Linked DNA regions of Sus scrofa: region 2 is linked to region 1. A link is a contact called in public Hi-C data. All regions are on one chromosome and are shown on one strand. Each heading gives the region's core, a stretch centred on a gene start, on an enhancer-like site or on the middle of the called end of the contact. The rest is flanking DNA. Distances are from core to core; before and after follow the strand shown. Region 1 overlaps ASB4 (ankyrin repeat and SOCS box protein 4). Region 2 has its middle 71 kb from the start of DYNC1I1.

Region 1 (6,483 bases), core at 1,366-3,865:
GTAAAACATAAATACCCATTGAAGGAAAGACAATGATTAAAGACTGTATGTAACATGTTTGATTTATGATTGATAATAGCTGTTTAGAAATATAAATTAAGGGCTTGGAAATCTCCCTAGAAATTATTTAATCCAGCCCCTTTATCTCACAAACCAGGATACTGAAGTGAATTTTATTTTCCTGATAGAGAAGTTAAGTACCAGAGTGGTCAATGTGAGAAGATGAAATCTTCCTTCTCAGCCTAATTTAATTGGGGTGAGCCACACGACCCTATGAGGCCAACTCTATAATCAACTCTACTGAAAATTTATACAGCTACTTCAAGAATAAATCTGGAAAGAACTCTGATGATGATGATGGTGATGCAACAACTATTTATTACGCACTTAACATGCACAACATTCTGAGCTAAAGGCTTTTCATGTATTGCCTTATGGAATCTTCCCAGCAACCCTTTGCAGTAGGCACAATTGTCTTAATTTTACAGATGAAGAAATTTATACCTAGAGTAATAACTACATCAAGCCCGGAAGCAGCAGAACAGAGGTTGGAAAGCACAGAACTTGGCTTTGAAATATCTCACCATGGTGCTATTCTACCTCATTATTTTTTCTAAATTTTTTTTTCCTGAACATCACTTTTTTTGATATTTTAACACTTAGAAGTAATAGAGAAATCATGTGACATTTTGTTATTTAAAAAAAAACCTGTTCTCCATTGCTCCTTTATGCTCTTTTTTATGGCACCCTCTGATCATATAGAACACATTTAAGGCAATACTCCTAAAAGCTTGCTTGGTGTCCTATATGAAATCCACCCCCTAATAAGGTTTCTGAGAGCACACTGCTCTGTAAACTCTGAGACTGTTCTCTACTCCTAAATTTCAGAAAGCAGAATTATAACCAAAGATTGTCCCTCAGGATGATCTACCATCTGTGTTCATCACTATTCTGCCCCGAAGAAGTTCTGGGTCAGATCTCCTTTCAGGTAGGCCCTTCTTTGCTCTCAAGTGAAATGGAATGAATAAGAATGTCTTCCCAGAAGCCAAAATCAGGGTCACTTCAGACACTGGAGAATTTCCAGTAAGAAAGGGAATCGAAGGATCAGGATAAAAATTTTATAGGCCAACTTGGAACAAACTACATCCTTTATTTTTTAATGTACTTGGACATTTACAACTGATCCTTGACCTCTTGCTACAACTAGATATACTGCATAGTTTCCTTTTCTGAATAGAAGATCCTTATTTTTAATACTTGAATTGTGACTTTAGTGTAACTTTTCCAGGGACTATATAAAGTAGGATAATTTGACTACCTTTTTATTTTATATTTTGTAATTTATTCAGGAAATTAGAGATCATAAGCATAAATTCTTGAGAACTTAAAAAAATAGATTTTTCATATGAAAATACGATGTCTCAGTTTCTTAGAGCTGCCATAACAAAGTATGATGAACTAGGTGACTAAACACAGAAATTTATTCACAGTTCTAGAAACTGGAAGTGAAATGAAGCTGTTGACAAGAGTGGCTCCATCTGAGGGTGTTAAGGGAGAATCTGTCTCAAGCCTGTCTCCTAGCTCCTGGCAATGGCCAGCAATCTTTGGTGGTCCTTGGCTTGCAGATGTGTAACTCCAAGGACTACCTCTATCTTGATGCAGTGTTCTCTCTGTGCCTCTGTGTCTTCTCGTGGCTAATTTTTTTTTTTTTTTTTTTTTGGTCTTTTTAGGGCTACACCCACACATATGAAAGTTCCCAGGCTAGGGGTCAAATGGGAGCTGCAGCTCTCAGCCACTGCAATGCAGGATCCAAGCCACATCTATGACCTATACTACAGGTCACAGCAATGCCAGATTCTTAATCCACTGAGCAAGGCCAGGGATTGGACCCACGTCCTCATGGATGATAGTCGGGTTCATTACTGATGAGCCACAACAGGAACTCCATGGCTATCTCCTTATAAGGACACCAGTCATACTGCAATAGGGGACCATCCTGCTCTATTCATCTTAACTAATTACGTCTGCAATAACCCTATATACAAACAAGGTATTGGGGGTTAGGACTTCAACATATCCTCTTTTGGGGGGAAGGGAGGGGATACAATTCAACCCATAATATAGAACATGCATTACCTAATGTATAAAAATACATATGAGCGGTTTAAAAAAAGATTGTAAAGACATCTCCATGTATTCACATCGTAGGTCAGGAACTCAAACCCTCCCAGATGCAGAAAAGTCCTCCACTTTCCTATGTATCCTTCTCCCTCACAACTCCTCCATCCTGCCTGAAGTAACCATTATCCCGACTATTATGATTATCACATCCTTGAGTTTCTTTATAATTTTGCCACCTTTATATATACCTCTAAACAAGATAGGTTTGTTTCATTTGTTTTTGTACTTTATATAAATGGAATAACCAACACATATTCTTTCATGACTTGCTTCTTTCAGTCAACACTATGTCTGTGAAAGTAATCGATGTTGCCATGTTAAGCTCTTGTTTGTTCATTTTACTGTGTTCTGTCTTACAGCATAAGTAATCCTACTAGTGATGGACATTTCCAGTCTCAGGCTGATCCAAACACTGCTACCATGAATATTCTTGTACCTTCTTGTACCCAGTGATCATGGGCAGGTCTGCTGGGTTCTATATCTGTGAGTGGAATTACTGGGTCATTGGCTGTATTTAGCTTTTTCTTCATTAGAAGGTGTCAAACTGGTGGTGTACCAGTTTATAATTCCTTAAGCCATGTGCCAGAGTTCTCATCAACATTTGGTATTTTCATTCTATTTAATTTTAGCCAATCTGGTGGGTGCATATTGAGACCTCATTCTGTTTGAATGTTTGTGTCTCTAATTAACAATTAGATTAGAATACTTTAATATTTTATTAAACAAACATTGCCTTTTGTTGACTGTTGTAAAGCATTTCCACATTGTTATACTATCCTTATAAATATCATTTTAAAATAACTACATACTATTCCATAGCGTGAGTTGACTCTAGTGGTAGATGTGAGGATTTTATTCCTAAATTTTGATCTTATAACTAATGCTACAATTGATAAACTTGTATGTAAATTTTAGAATTATTTCCTTAGCATAAATTCTCCCAAAATAGAGTCATTAAGCTGAAATAGCTAAGCTATTTTAAGAGTCTTTATGAATAACTGAGGAAAGTTCTTACTGATGCATGTGTGCTATTTCAAATACTCACCAGTATGTAGTTACCTATTTCTAAATTTTTTTTGCTATTTTGAAAGTAAAAAATGGTCTCTTTTTTATATGAATTAATTTATTAGAATTTTTTTTTTTTTTTTTTTTTTTTTTTTTTTTTTTATTAAATTTTATTTTCCCACTGTACAGCAAGGGGGTCAGGTTATCCTTACATGTATACATTACAATTACAGTTTTTCCCCCACCATTTCTTCTGTTGCAACATGAGTATCTAGACATAGCTCTCAATGCTATTCAGCGGGATCTCCTTGTAAATCTATTCTACCTTGTGACTGATAAGCCCAAGCTCCCGATCCCTCCCACTCCCTCCCCCTCCCATCAGGCAACCACAAGTCTCTTCTCCAAGTCCATGATTGATTTTCTTTTCTGAGGAGATGTTCATTTGTGCTGGATATTAGATTCCAGTTATAAGTGATGTCATATGGTATTTGTCTTTGTCTTTCTGGCTCATTTCACTCAGTATGAGATTCTCTAGTTCCATCCATGTTGCTGCAAATGGCATGATGTCATCCTTTTTTATGGCTGAGTAGTATTCCATCGTGTATATATACCACATCTTCCGAATCCAATCCTCTGTCGATGGACATTTGGATTGTTTCCATGTCCTGGCTATTGTGAATAGTGCTGCAATGAACATGCGGGTGCATGTGTCTCTTTTAAGTAGAGCTTTGTCCGGATAGATGCCCAAGAGTGGGATTGCAGGGTCATATGGAAGTTCTATGTATAGATTTCTAAGGTATCTCCAAACTGTTCTCCATAGTGGCTGTACCAGTTTACATTCCCACCAACAGTGCAGGAGGGTTCCCTTTTCTCCACAGCCCCTCCAGCACTTGTTATTTGTGGATTTATTAATGATGGCCATTCTGACTGGTGTGAGGTGGTATCTCATGGTAGTTTTGATTTGCATTTCTCTTATAATCAGCGATGTTGAGCATTTTTTCATGTGTTTGTTGGCCATCTGTATATCTTCCTTGGAGAAATGTCTATTCAGGTCTTTTGCCCATTTTTCCATTGATTGATTGGTTTTTTTGCTGTTGAGTTGTATAAGTTGCTTGTATATTCTAGAGATTAAGCCCTTGTCAGTTGCATCATTTGAAACTATTTTCTCCCATTCTGTAAGTTGTCTTTTTGTTTTCTTTTGGGTTTCCTTTGCTGTGCAAAAGCTTTTCAGTTTGATGAGGTCCCATGGGTTTATTTTTGCTCTAGTTTCTATTGCTTTGGGAGACTGACCTGAGAAAATATTCATGATGTTGATGTCAGAGAGTGTTTTGCCTATGTTTTCTTCTAGGAGTTTGATGGTGTCCTGTCGTATATTTAAGTCTTTCAGCCATTTGGAGTTTATTTTTGTGCATGGTGTGAGGGTGTGTTCTAGTTTCATTGCTTTGCATACAGCTGTCCAGGTTTCCCAGCAATGCTTGCTGAATAGACTTTCCTTTTCCCATTTGATGTTCTTGCCTCCCTTGTCAAAGATTAATTGACCATAGGTGTCAGGGTTAATTTCCAGATTCTCTATTCTGTTCCATTGGTCTGTCTGTCTGTTTTGATACCAGTACCACACTGTTTTGATGACTGTGGCTTTGTAGTATTTCTTGAAGTCTGGGAGAGTTATGCCTCCTGCTTGGTTTTTGTTTCTCAGGATTGCTTTGGCGATTCTGGGTCTTTTGTTGTTCCATATAAATGTTTGGATTGTTTGTTCTAGTTCTGTGAAAAATGTCATGGGTAATTTGATAGGGATGGCATTGAATCTGTAGATTGCTTTGGGTAGGATGGCCATTTTCACAATATTGATTTTTCCAATCCAGGAACATGGAATATCTTTCCATTTTTTTACATCTTCTTTGATTTCTTTGATTAAGGTTTTATAGTTCTCGGCATATAGGTCCTTTACCTCTTTGGTTAGGTGTATTCCGAGGTATTTGATTTTGTGAGGTACAATTTTAAAAGGTATCGTATTTTTGTATTCCTTTTCTAATGCTTCATTGCTGGTATACAGAAATGCAACTGACTTCTGAATGTTAATCTTATATCCTGCCACTTTGCTGAATTTATTAATCAGTTCAAGGAGTTTTGGGGTTGAGTCCTTAGGGTTTTCTAGGTATAGAATCATGTCATCTGCATACAGTGACAGTTTGATCTCTTCTCTTCCTATATGGATGCCTTTGATTTCTTTTGTTTGTCTAATTGCTGTGGCTAAGACTTCCAAAACTATGTTGAAGAGCAGTGGTGAGAGTGGGCATCCCTGTCTTGTTCCAGATTTGAGTGAGAAGGCTTTCAGTTTTTCCCCATTGAGGATTATATTTGCTGTGGGTTTATCATAAATGGCTTTGATTATATTCAGGAATGTTCCCTCTATACCCACTTTGGTGAGGGTCTTGATCATGAATGGATGTTGAACTTTGTCAAATGCTTTTTCTGCATCTATTGAGATGATCATATGATTTTTGACTTTTTTTTTGTTAATGTGGTGTATGATGTTGATTGATTTGCGTATGTTGAACCATCCTTGTGAACCTGGGATGAACCCAACCTGGTCATGGTGTATAATTTTTTTGATATGTTGTTGGATTCGGTTGGCTAAGATTTTGTTGAGAAGTTTTGCATCTATATTCATCAATGATATTGGGCGATAGTTTTCTTTTTTGGTGGTATCTCTGCCTGGTTTTGGAATGAGGGTGATGGTGGCCTCATAGAATGTCTTTGGGAGTATTCCTTCTTCTTCAACCTTTTGAAAGAGTTTAAGGAGGATGGGCACCAATTCCTCTTTATATGTTTGATAGAATTCACCTGTGAAGCCATCTGGTCCTGGGCTTTTATTTGTAGGGAGTGATTTTATGACCTCTTCAATTTCATTTCTAGTGATTGGTCTGTTCAGTTGGTCTGTTTCTGCTTGATTCAGTTTTGGCAGGCTGTAAGATTCTAGAAAATTGTCCATTTCTTCCAGATTGTCAAACTTATTGCCGTATAGTTGTTCATAGTATTCTCTTATGGTTTTTGTATTTCTGCTGTATCCGTTGTGATTTCTCCTTTTTCATTTATAATTTTGGTGATTTGGGTTCTTTCTCTCCTCTTTTTAGTGAGTCTGGCCAGGGGTTTATCAATTTTGTTCACCTTTTCAAAGAACCAGCTCTTGGTTTTATTAATTTTCTCTATTGTTTTTTGAGTCTCTATTTTATTGATTTCTTCTTTGATCTTTACAATTTCCTTCCTTCTGCTGACTTTAGGACTTCTTTGTTCTTC
Region 2 (6,553 bases), core at 632-3,131, 170 kb before region 1:
CTTCCTGTAGGAATGGATTTCAGGTGTTTAGGATTGCCATAGGATATAATCACAGGCTATTCTTTGACAGATTTTGAGTTTTTCTAGCAAGAAAAAGTCTCTTAAAACTCTGTGAGGGAGTTCTCTTGTAGCACAGCAGGTTAAGGATCTGGCATCGTCACTGCAGCACCTCGGGCTACTGCTGTGGCACAGGTTTGATCCCTGGCCTGGAAACTTCCACATAGTATGGAAAAGAAACCAAACCAACTCAACCAGTCAACCAAACAAACACTGTGAGGCATTAACCTGCAACACCATTAACCTGCAATACAGATAGCATATTTCTTATTTTACAAGAGTAGATACTATGGCTCAAATGTTACGTGTCTTTACCTACAGCCATACAACTGAGGAGGAACAAAAAGTGAGTGACAAAGCCACTATCTGTAACCAGCTCTAAGGCCTATGCTTATGTGAGAAATTATGTTCATAGAAACTAGCAACTCCAATGGGAAAAATCACCACTCCTCTCCTATGCCCTGCTAAACTCTGATGCTCCTTCCCACTCATTCCCCCTCTCCCAGAAAGCGCGCGCACGCACACGCGCGCGCACGCACACACACGCACGCGCGCGCGCGCGCGCGCACACACACACACACACACACACAGTGGATATATTCTCTTTTTCCAGTAGGTGGCGCTGCTAACCACAGGATATTTCTTTCCAGCCCTGCAACCTGATCTTTCAAGGCTAGAAAGGATCAGAAATTCTAGAAGATGGAGTTCAGGCTACAGACAATTCAGCCTAAGGATTCCTATTTGTGAGTTTAGATTTCTAAAGCTCCAACACATAAGTTAGGGTTATTTTCTTCTGAAATTTTATTTACTTCATTTTTGAATAGGTTATATACACTTATAGGTTTCAATAATTAAAATGTACCCCAAAAAATCTTATTTGAAAAAAATCTTCCTCTAAATCTGTCTTTAATCCACCAATTTCCTCTAAAGAGCCTTTATGATGGTATTCTTTGTCTATTCTTCCAGAGATTTTAATCCATATGCAACTAATTATGAACATAGATTCCTTTCCCCATCCCCTTTTAATGCCAGTTATTCACATTCTTCTGTTCCTTTTTTCTTTTTCTTCTAAATAATTATACAGATAGCTTGCCATTACCAGTTCCTAAAGAAATTTTTTCCTTTTAAGAGATTTAAAGTCCTCCACCATGTGAATGAAACTGATTCTCCAGTGACAGGCATTTAGTTTGATTTCTATTGTTTGCACTTCCAAACAATGCTGTGTGAATAACCCTGTCCATGCCTCATTTTGCATGTGAGGATATGTATCTGCGGGACAAATTACACATGAGAGCAATTACTGGGTGACACATGTATTTGCAGTTTAATGAATACGCCTTTTACTTTCTTTAGAGATTATTAAACTCACATGCTCACTAGTAAAATAAAGTATTTCCTCATAGTTTGGCCAACATAGTGTGTGATCGATTTTATTTTTCATCAATATAATGGATGGAAAATGCAATATAATAGATGGAAAAACTTATTTTAAATTCATACTTTTATGAATGACATTGAACAACTTTTAATAGGCAGCATTAGAAATGATTAGGGTTCTTTCAATTACAAGCAAAATAAAAGCAAAAACCCTTTAATCTGCCTTTACAAAAAGAGATTTATTGTCTTTACAACTGAAAAGTCAGGGATAAATCTAGAGCCTCCAGTATGCTGAGATACAAGGGTACAAACGATGCCCTCAATTGCTTTCTCTTTCCCTCTCTCTATCTTCCTTTCTCCAGTCTGTCTTCCTTTGCTGGCCAGGGAGGCTCCAGGACTGTAGCCTCATAGCCTCATCTGTGGGTAGGCTGCATTTATTTAGCATCTAACCTCTTGTTGATGTAGGTTCAGAGGCCCGGGGTTGCCTAAGGGGTTGAGCAACCACAGGCCATTTGGGGAGCAGCATTAATATTTCTTAGGTGACACAGTTCACTTAAAATATTAGTAAGGAACAGTATGACAAGATTGGTATCATCCACATTTTATGAGTGAAGAAACCATGGCTTTAAAAAGTTGTTAAGTGCCTTTGCCTAAAGCTACACAGACAGTACATGCTAAGGACAGTATTTGTATACAGGTGTATCTGACAATAAGTATACAAGGATTAGCAAAATGCTTTTGTTCAGGAACTGCAATGGAAAATCAATTACCAGCACAACCCATGCTCAACCACTGACTCTCAGAATGAAAAAAAGAAAAACAAATGAAACATTCTGGATGTGTCCTGTAGGTGCCACCATTACCAGGGCTATCTCTTTTCTGCCATTAGCACCGATTTCTTTAAAGCTGAAATTCTAGAAGATGGAAGAAAACCTTCTCTTTCAGTTTATGCGACTGACATTTTGCGTTGGCATCTCACATATAATTTAGAATTCTGGAACTCTGTTAAGCTGTTGTTGTATCTTTCTAAAAAAAATCTGCATTTGAAAATATTTGTGAAGAGTCTATGTAGTTCCAAAAAATTTAAATACAGTAAAATAAAAGGTATACAATAAAAAAATCTTCCTCCCAATATATCCTGCCCTAAATCCTGTTTTATACTGCCCCTTCCCCATAGATAACTATTCCTCTTGTTATTTTTTCTATCTTTCCTGAGACATTCATACATGTTCAAGCAAATATGAAAAGATCTTTCCTTTCTCCCCATTTATACAGATATATTACACAAATATGTGCACTTAAAATTTTTCTCTTAACATATGTTGAAGATATATATTCATATTAACCCCCAAAGAAATCCTTCATTCTTTTTTTACAGCTTGATATATTCCACTGTATGGCTGTACCATATTTTTTATTTATCCAGATCCTATTGCTGGATATTTACATTGATGTTTTCCTATTACACTGATGCTACAATGAATAAATATTCCTTCATTTTATATGTACAAGTATACCTGTAGAATAAATTACAGAAGTGCAAGCTAAAAAGTAAATGCATTTGTAATTTTTATAAACATTCCCAAATTAGCTACCACATGGACCATATCACTATAACACTCACCAACGAAGTAGGACAATTCCTATTCTCCATAAATTGGTCATTTAAAGTGAGTTACCAAGATATCAGACCTTTGCAAATCTGATAGGTAAAAAATGATATGTCTTTGTGGTTGTATTTCCCATATTTTAAGTGGGATTAAGGATCTTTTTATTTACTGAAGACCCAGTGCATTTAATCAAGATTTTTTTCACTTGTGAGGTTTAGAAATCATAGTCACTGAAGTAAAAGAAATTTGTTATTCATATAAACGAACATGGATATTCTTAGATTCCAAGATCTCTCTCGCTCTCTGCCCTAACTTCTCTCCATCTTAAACAGGCTTCTTTCATGTGGTGACCCCTGGTAGTTTCAGACTTATAACCTTACAGCTTCAAGTTTAGCTCCAAGTTCTTTTCTCTAGAAAGTTCTTCTTTGTTTGAGGTGGTCTTTGTTAGACTGTGCTCAGTTCCACTGGAGTGAGTTTGCGAGTGCTGAGGTTGTTTTAGGGCTTGGACATCACTATCCTATAATAGCTGTAAGCTTTAAAAAGCAACACAAGGGAGTTCCCTTTGTGGTGCATTAAAAATGCACCCGACTAGTATCCATGAGGATGAGGGTTTGATCCCTGGCCTTGTTCAGTGGGTCAGGGATCCGGCATTGCTGTGAGCTGTGGTGTAGGCTGCAGACGTGACTCGGATCACATGTTGCTGTGATGGTGGTGTAGGCTGGCAGCTGTATCTCCAATTTGATCCCTAGCCTGGGAATTTCCATATGCCATAGGTGCAGCCCTAACTAGCAAAATAAAATAAATAAATGAAAAATAAAAAATAAAAAGCAACAGATTTATAAGGATGGTAATATTTACATTTTACAAGTGAGGAAACTATGGCTTGAAGAGGGTAAGGACTTTTGCTATGAGTGACAGGGAGAGTGTCAGAATCCAGGTACATTTCCCTCTTCAGCGCACTGCCCTCTCAGTCTGCTCCCTATGAAATGGCTTTGTCTACAGTGCTTACATCAGTAATTAGCAGCAAAACTTTTATTTCTAACTACAGCAAAGGGAAACCATTGGTCACAGTCCTAATCCATATATTCTAAACTCTTCTACCTTTAAAGTGGGAATAAAGTAACAAAAAATTCTCCACTTGTCCTGTAGGGGCCACCATAATCAAGGACTGTTTCTTTTGAGCACTGCAGCTCTGATCTTTCAGAACTGTAAACAACCAGAAATTCTAGAAGGTGGAAGAAGCCTGATAAGTCATTATATGGCATCAACAGTTTAGTGCCAGAATCTCCACACATATTCTTGTTCTGATGAATTAGTTATGATGCAATTATTTTCTTTAAAATGAAGTTATTGAATTTTTGGATAAGTAATATATGACTCCAAAACAAAAAGAATAAAAGGATATTCAGTAAAAAAGAAATTCTCCCTTCTAACCTTGTTACCCATCTACTAAATTCCCATTCCCTGCTTCTCAAATATCTAATGACTCATTAGTTTCTTGTATATCTTTCCAGATATTCTTCCTTTTTTATACAAGTGATAGCATAAAATTGATTGGCAAAACAACATATCTTAGAACTATAACATGTCAAAATACAAATACTTGAATTTTAAAAATCATGTTTATAGTACTCCACCATATGGATGTACCATACTTCATTTAACCTCTTAATGGGTTTATTCATATTTTTCAAGAGGTCAATTTGTATCTCTTATTGTTACACACAATACTGTAATGAGTATCTTCATACATATGATGTTTTTCAGACATGTAAATACAGTTGTAGAATAAATTTCTAGAAGTGGATTTTTGGGGGCATAAGTTCACAATTTTGTTTTTTTTCTTTGGTCATGCCCTCAGCAAGCAGCAGTTCCTGGGCTAGGGACTGAACCTGTGCCACAGCTGTAACCACAGCCATGGCTGTGACACCAGATCTTTAATCCACTGAGCTACAAGAGAACTCCCTACACATTTTTTTCACATTTTCTTTACTTTTTTTTTTTAGTTTGTATAACGATTTTTTTTCCCCACTATAGCTGGTTTACAGTGTTGTCAATTTCCTTTTTTTTTCTTTTTGGTCTTTTTGCCATTTCTTGGGCTGCTCCCGCGGCATATGGAGGTTCCCAGGCTAGGGGTCTAATTGGAGCCTATGCCAAAGCCACAGCAACGCAGGATCTGAGCTGCGTCTGCAACCTACACCACAGCTCACGGCAACACTGGATCGTTAACCCACTGAGCAAGGGCAGGGATCGAACCCGCAACCTCATGGTTCCTAGTCAGATTCGTTAACCACTGCACCACGATGACGGGAACTCCTCAATTTTTTACTGAATAGCATGATGACCCAGTTATACATACATGTAAATATTCTTTTTTTGCACATTATCATGCTCCATCATAAGTGACTAGACATAGTTTCCAGTGCTACACAGCAGGATCTCATTGTTAATCCATTCCAAAGGCAAGAGTGTGATATTCCATCCCACTCCCTCCGCCTCTGCTTTGGCAACCACAAGTTTATTCTCCAAGTCCATGATTTTCTTTTCTCTGGAAAGGTTCATTTGTGCCATATATTAGATTCCAGTTATAAGTGATATCATATGGTATTTGTCTTTCTCTTTCTGACTTATTTCACTCAGGATGAGAGTCTCTAGTTCCATCCATGCTGCTGCAAATGGCATTATGTCATTATTTTTTTTAATGGCTGACTAGTATTCCATTGTGTATATATACCACTTCCTCCTAATCCAGTTGTCTGTTGATGGACATCTGAGTTGTTTCCATGTCTTGGGTATTGTGAATAGTGCTGCAATGAACATGCGGGTGCATATGTCTTTTTTAATGAATGTTTTGTCCAGATATATGCCCGAGAGTGGGATTGCTGCGGATTTCTAAGGTACCTCCATACTGTTCTCCATAGTGGCTGTACCAGCTTACATTCCCACCAACAGTGCAGGAGGGTTCCCTTTTCTCCACACCCCCTCCAGCATTTGTTATTTGTGGACTTATTAATGATGGCCATTCTGACTAGTGTGAGGTGGTATCTCGTGGTAGTTTTGATTTGCATTTCTCTAATAATCAGTGATGTTGAGCATTTTTTCATGTGTTTGTTGGCCATCTGTATATCTTCCTTGAAGAAATGTCTATTCAGGTCTTTTGCCCATTTTTCCATTGGGTTGTTGGCATTTTTGCTGTTGAGTTGTATAAGTTGTTTGTATTCCTTGCACATTTTTAATCTTAACAAATAGTCCCACATTGCCCTTTGTGAACATTACAACTACCATACATTTCATCAGTAATGTATGGGGATGCTCTCTTCCTCATAGCATGTCCAACATCATGTGTTACTGTTGGATATTTTTAATCTGATAGGTGAAAAATGGCACCTCTTTCCATTTTAATTCGTTTCTCTTGTTTTGAGTAAGAGTGAACAACTTTTTTTTAGATTTAAGAAAGCATCAAAAAGCCAAACACAATGCAGCTAAAGAAAAAAAAACGGTGATGTACT

Evidence for each region. A called contact is a pair of places that touch in the nucleus more often than the background predicts.
Region 2: a contact with region 1 is called in a Hi-C map of omental adipose tissue, with 4 times the contacts expected there. The contact joins two enhancer-like sites. A contact is called at or near these places in 1 of 5 promoter capture datasets (liver), 23 of 47 Hi-C or Micro-C datasets (adipose tissue, alveolar macrophages, brain and 12 more) and 1 of 2 datasets of contacts at active chromatin or transcription factors (skeletal muscle).

The regions. Positions count from the first base shown.
Region 1 is chr9:75,173,998-75,180,480 of Sscrofa11.1, reverse strand. The region is part of intron 2 of ASB4 (ankyrin repeat and SOCS box protein 4); the gene reads right to left. Among named protein-coding and RNA genes, the nearest start is that of ASB4, 67 kb to the right of the region's middle. Within about 2 kb of position 2,615, at least 1 of the 83 cell types and tissues checked has an H3K27ac peak or open chromatin away from gene starts, as enhancers often do. A contact at or near this core is called in omental adipose tissue, where this site is marked.
Region 2 is chr9:75,340,464-75,347,016 of Sscrofa11.1, reverse strand. No RefSeq gene overlaps it. Among named protein-coding and RNA genes, the nearest start is that of DYNC1I1, 71 kb to the left of the region's middle. Within about 2 kb of position 1,881, at least 7 of the 83 cell types and tissues checked have an H3K27ac peak or open chromatin away from gene starts, as enhancers often do. A contact at or near this core is called in omental adipose tissue, where this site is marked.